Linked DNA regions of Danio rerio: region 1 is linked to region 2. Evidence: chromatin contacts called from public HiCAR-type data. All regions are on one chromosome and are shown on one strand. The core of a region is the stretch at or near the end of the contact, and the rest is flanking DNA. Distances in the headings are between cores, read along the strand shown. Region 1 has its middle 17 kb from the start of zgc:101564. Region 2 overlaps srgap2 (SLIT-ROBO Rho GTPase activating protein 2).

What was found. HiCAR-type assays count read pairs that join an accessible place to other places.
Region 1: a contact with region 2 is called in a HiCAR-type map of caudal fin, with 4 times the contacts expected there. The contact joins two enhancer-like sites. A contact is called at or near these places in 6 of 18 Hi-C or Micro-C datasets (caudal fin, embryo, fibroblasts and 1 more) and 1 of 4 datasets of contacts at active chromatin or transcription factors (caudal fin).

The regions. Positions count from the first base shown.
Region 1 is chr11:23,699,601-23,702,489 of GRCz12tu, reverse strand. No RefSeq gene overlaps it. Among named protein-coding and RNA genes, the nearest start is that of zgc:101564, 17 kb to the right of the region's middle. Within about 2 kb of position 1,324, at least 2 of the 62 cell types and tissues checked have an H3K27ac peak or open chromatin away from gene starts, as enhancers often do. A contact at or near this core is called in caudal fin, where this site is marked.
Region 2 is chr11:23,519,870-23,522,936 of GRCz12tu, reverse strand. srgap2 (SLIT-ROBO Rho GTPase activating protein 2) reads left to right here. Exons shown (of 23, transcript NM_001048235.1): 18 at 464-688. Among named protein-coding and RNA genes, the nearest start is that of ikbke, 22 kb to the right of the region's middle. Within about 2 kb of position 1,291, at least 1 of the 62 cell types and tissues checked has an H3K27ac peak or open chromatin away from gene starts, as enhancers often do. A contact at or near this core is called in caudal fin, where this site is marked.

The DNA.
Region 1 (2,889 bases), core at 75-2,574, 180 kb before region 2:
ATGATAAATTTGGCCCAAATAATAGAGGACAAATGTGTTCCACAGTTGGCAAAAATGTGGCACAGTCATTTAAGGGTAATCTGGGTCTAAGCCTATAAAGTAGCTCACACGTGTAAGTGCATATGTGGCCCAGCCATCTTAAGACATATATGTGCCGTCTTTGATAAATATTTGGCACAGTAAGTTCTGGCTACTGCGGCTGTGAGCCTAATGTGGCCCAGTTATTTTAAAACATACGTGGGCCACTTTTAGCAAATATTCAGCACAGTAAACTCTGGCTAATGCAGCCGTTAGCCTATAGTGGCCCAGTTAACCTGAAACAAATTTGGGCCACTTTTGGCAAATATTTGGCATAGTTCGCTCTGGCTAATGTGGCTTTGAGCTTAAAGCAGCTCAGAGAAGATATGGCAAATGTGGCCCAGTTATCATAAAACATATGAGGACCACATAGACTAAAGTCACCATCATAGAGAAAAGTGTTTGCTTTAAAGTGTTTGCCTGAATCTCTTAATATGAATTTTCTTTTGAGTTGAAGTAACTTTCAGAACTTGAAAAGTTTAATCATTACAGCAACAAAGCAAAGCAAAGCAAAGCAAAGCAAAGCAAATCAAAGCAAACCAAAGCAAAGCAAAAAATGAAATAAAAAATTAAATAAAATAAAAAATAAAATTAAGTGAGCATATCTGATAGAAATATATAATAAATATATATTATATATATAAATATATAATATATAAAATATATAAATACAATTGAAACTGTACACATTCAACAACAAATTATAATTCATTCATTCATTTTCTTTTCGACTTGTTAATCTGGGGTCGCCACAGTAGAATGAACCACCAACTTATCCAGTATGTTTTTACAACTTATCAATGAGAAACACTCATACACTCTCATTCACACACATACACTACAGACAATTTTAGTTTACCCAATTCATCTGTACCACATTTCTTTAGACTTGTGGGGGAAACCAAAGCACCCAGAGGAAACACGAACACAGGGAGAACATGCAAACTCCACATAGAAATGCCAACTGAACCAGCCGTGGCTCGAACCAGAGACCTTCTTGCTGTGAGGCGACAGCACTACCTACTGTGCCACTGCATCGCCCACAACAAGCAAAATGTTATGTGTGTTGTCTCTTCTGATTTGTTATTTCCAGTTTAGATTGAGCACACAAGCCAGTTTTGTGCTCGACAGCATGTGATTTTATCCATTAACAAGATGAAAGTGGCAAGACTAAACATTTGGTGTGGTGGTATCATTATGTTGCGCAATATATAATTTTTAACATTCATGCTCCTGATTGCGTTTGTCAGGAAGTGTTCACACACACAAAGAGCTGCTTGACAAATGAATTACTAAGGTGTGGAAGGGTGCAAATAAAAACAAAGACTGTTTTGATAGATGAGCCTCAAATACTGAAAGGTGTTGTTCAAGTTACGATGTGTCTGAACAGTTATTATAATTTATCACAGCTAAAGTAAGTCAGCATTTTCTAGAGAAATGTCAGTTTAATCTGAAGTGGAAAATAACTTTAGTCAGGAATGTGGTTTGGTGTAAAGCTGAAATGTTTCAATTTAAGAGTTAATAAAGAGTTAAGAGTTAATAAACATTCTCATCTTTTCATATTTGCTCTTTTGAGATTATGGGCATGAATACTTGACACAGGCAGCACTGTGGAACAGTGGGTAGCACAATCGCCTCACAGCAAGAAGGTCACTGGTTCGAGCCCCGGCTATATCAGTTGGCATTTCTGTGTGGAGTTTGCATGTTCTCCCCATGTTCATGTGGGTTTCCTCCGGGTGCTTTGGTTTCCCCCACAAGTCCAAAAACATGTGGTATAGGTGAACTGGGTGGGCTAAATTGTCTATATTGTTTGTGTATAGATGTTTCTCAGTGATGGGTTGCAGCTGGAAGGGCATCCGCTTTGTAAAACATATATACTGGATAAGTTGGCGGTTCATTCCCCTGTGGCAACCCCAGATTAATAAAGGGACTAAGCTGAAAAGTAAATGAATGAATAAAAACCTGATACACTGGGGAGGTAAATCAAATATGACACAAATTATGATTTATTGACACCAAATATGTTTAATATTCTAGCAGTAAGGTGCTTTGAGGGTCTGTGAAAGTGCTAAATTATTAATAAATGAATAAATTAAATGAATTAATTACCAAACATTTATACCAAGATAAATACTTAAATATGTTAGCGTAAAAGAAATAAGCAAATTCATAAATATCCAACACTATGTTTATTGGGGGCGACGCAGTGGCGCAGTAGGTAGTGCTGTCACCTCACAGCAAGAAGGTCGCTGGTTCGAGCCTTGGCTGGATCAGTTGGCGTCTCTGTGTGGAGTTAGATTGTTCTCCCTGCCTTCGCGTGGGTTTCCTCCGGTTGCTTCGGTTTCCCCCACAGTCCAAAGACATGTGGTACAGGTGAATTGGGTAGGCTAAACTGTCCGTAGTGTATGAGTGTGAATGAGTGTGTATGGATGTTTCCCAGAGATGGGTTGCGGCATCCGCTGCTTAAAACAGGTGCTGGATAAGTTGGTGGTTTATTCCGCTGTGGCGACCGCAGATTAATAAAGGGACTAAGCTGAAAAGAAAATGAATGAATGGATGTTTATTGGGTTTTTACAATGCTTTTACATAAAACAAAGTACAGTAGGTCAATCATCACCAAATATACTGCCCTCAAAGTTATTTTATGGCAGCTATAGGTCTAGCCAACAAATCTCAATTAACCCTTTGTTTATCAATTAATGTAGTATCCCCTAAGAGGTTGAGTTTAAGCCAGGGGTGCCCAAACTATAGCTGTGGGCCAAAGATAAATATACCAAACAGTTTTACATTAAAGTTGCCATTCATTCATTC
Region 2 (3,067 bases), core at 42-2,541:
TTTGCTATTTGGGCTTATTGAAACCTAATTAGAATAAAAAAAAAGTATCATCTTTTGATATGATGTACTCTTAGAGGAAAATTATGCCCATATATGTGGACTCATAGTCCCAATTTACATAAAACACTTTTTCCTGAAAGAAAAAATGTTTTAATGTGTTTTGACTATCAGAGTAAAAACTTTTTTTCCCCTATTTTGGACAGTTAAAATAGTGTTTGGGACATTTCATATGCTGCAAAACAGTTGCAGGATGACACTGTATGTCTGTAACAAAATATAAAACATTCAAAGCATTTTAAATAATCACTCAAGAGCTAAAATGTGCTGTCCACGTATGTGGCCACTAAGCCCTAAGAGGTTAAATCTAAGAGTCTGCAGTTAATGCACATCTTGTTTGTTTCATTTCAAATCCATTGTGTTAACAAAATGTTATTAAAATATTCTTTCTTTCGTTTTTTATTAGTCTGTCTCAGTACAGTGACGACAACATGATGGACCCCTACAACCTGGCTATCTGCTTCGGCCCCACACTCATGTCTGTTCCTGAGGGCCACGATCAGGTCTCCTGCCAGGCACATGTGAACGAGCTCATCAAAACCATTATTATCCACCACGAGAGCATCTTTCCAGGGCCCCGTGAGCTGGAGGGCCCCGTCTACGACCGTGGAGGAGCCCCTGAGGAATACTGGTGAGTCTAGACTCCTTGTGAGGGAATTCAAAAACACACTCACACACAAAATAAAGGAGAAAAGCATGAAAACGAGGCACATAATCTTGGCAGAATTCATTGGCAGTGAATTTTGGCCCCACGTTTTATTGAAGCAGCTGCTCAGCCCAACCACAAAACCAGAAATGAGTTGATCAGACAGGCTTGATTTAATGCACAACCGGTTAGACGTGATGAATTGAGCTTTATAAAGATAAAGAGACATTATAAAGAGCAACAGAGCCCTACTGGGAGTCGGTTGCTTTTTAAAGTTTACTTCCTACATATATTATGCTCATTCAAGCCGTCAGTTCAAGGGTTGAAGACACAGATCCGTTTCTGACTCTCAGCATGTGTCAGCACACAAAGTAGTCTCCCAAAAGAACACCAGACTCGTAAAACATCATCATGAGCAGTCCGTTTTCGATTAAAGCCAAGGTTATCCTCCAAGCTTAAGGCTAAGTGCTAATGAAATGCCCTCCTGGAGCTTTTTAATAAATGCTTTGGATGTTGAAGAGGAAGTGACTTTAGATTGCTGTCACCGTAAATAGAAAGCAACGTGTCTGGATGTGAGATGCAGGCTTAGAGACGTGGCTCATTTCTTGTGGTTTTGATTCACAGGATTGTTTGGATTGCATGGGTGGTGTAATTAAGACTTTGAGCTGCTGAGATGATGTGTTTTTAGCTTTTAGGGTTTAGTAAGAATCTCCTTTTGCTTTCCTGAGGCTTTGAGTCACGTCAAGTCAAGACACATTTACATTATACTGTATATGTGCATGTGTCTATATAAATATTACAATTATTTTATTCTTTTTTAAAGTATTTCACAAGTGTTGTTTAACAGAAAGAAGATTTTTTCAATACATTTTTAAACATAATTATTTTTAATAACTAATTTTGAATATGCATTTGTATTTTTCGTAGTTACAATAAATAATATTTTACTAGTTACTTTGCAAGATACAAGTGAAGAGTTCTGATGCAAAAATCTCTAAATGCCATCTGAAATGTCCTCCTTAAATGATCATTTTTGTCAGCCTCCTATGTTTATGTTCAGTTGTTTCACTCTAAAGGCAATGTAAATAACTTATTCGTCACTATAAAAGTAAAATGGGTTGACGCGGTGGCGCAGTAGGTAGTACTGTTGTCTCACAGCAAGAAGGTTGCTGTTCCGCTGCATCAAACATGTGCTGTATAAGTTGGCGTTTCACTCCGCTGTGGCGACCCCAGATTAATAAAGGGACTAAACCGAAAAGAAAATGAATGTATAAATGAATGAATAAAAGTAAAATGACTGAGCCTACACACAAAAGCCGGAGAAAAATGCTAATTTTAGAAAGTTTTTTAGAAATATCAGATGGCTTTTAGAGGTTTTTGCATCTAAACTCTTCAAGTATTCAGCTTAAAGTGTAATATAAGGGCTATACGAGGTTAATTAGGCAGGTCATTAGACAACAGTGGGTTGTTTTGTAGCCAATTGGAAAAAAACAAACATATACATACATATATTTTTCCTTATTCCAGCCAAACAAAAAAATAAGACTATATATATATATATATATATATATATATATATATATATATATATATATATATATATATATATATATATATATATATATATATATATATATATGTATATATTATATTATATTATATTAGGGCTGCACGATATTGGAAAATTATGACAATGTGATATTTTGTTTTACTGTGATATATTTTGTGAAATGAAAACTCACCAGATCGATTTGGAAAGTATTCATTGATTTCTTAATGAATAACTCATAAAATGTTATAAATTAAAAATAAAAGTGGTCCCTTGCTATTACGCGGTTCATTTTTTGCAGCCTAGCAGTTCCGCAGATTTCTTTCATGCGTTTTGACATGTTTTTTTTTCTACAGCACATTGTGTTCTGCGTCCTGATTTGCTATAGACCATTGTCAGTCAATCTCCTCCATGCCACATCTCCTGCACAGTACAGAATGTGTTTAGCTTGCCAAATTGACATAAATCTCTGATCGTTAACAGTGCAATACTGTATGTTTGCAAGTTATCTCCCCACAATGTCGACGGAAAAATCTGCTCCCAAAAGGCAGAGAAAGATGCTAACCATCGCACAAAAGCTATGAACTTCTGGACATGCTGAAGGAAGGTAGAAGTTGTGCAGGATTATGGCACCATTACGGAATAAATAAATGAAGATCAAATAGTTTTGATTTTTAGACTCATTCTATAATACTGGACTTATTTTTCTACAAAGGTTTGAACTTTGAGAGTGTTTAAATGAGAGAAAAGTGTAAAAGTGTTAATGCATGTCTGAGAAAAGTGTATAAAGTGTGTATTGACGGGTTTTACAGCCT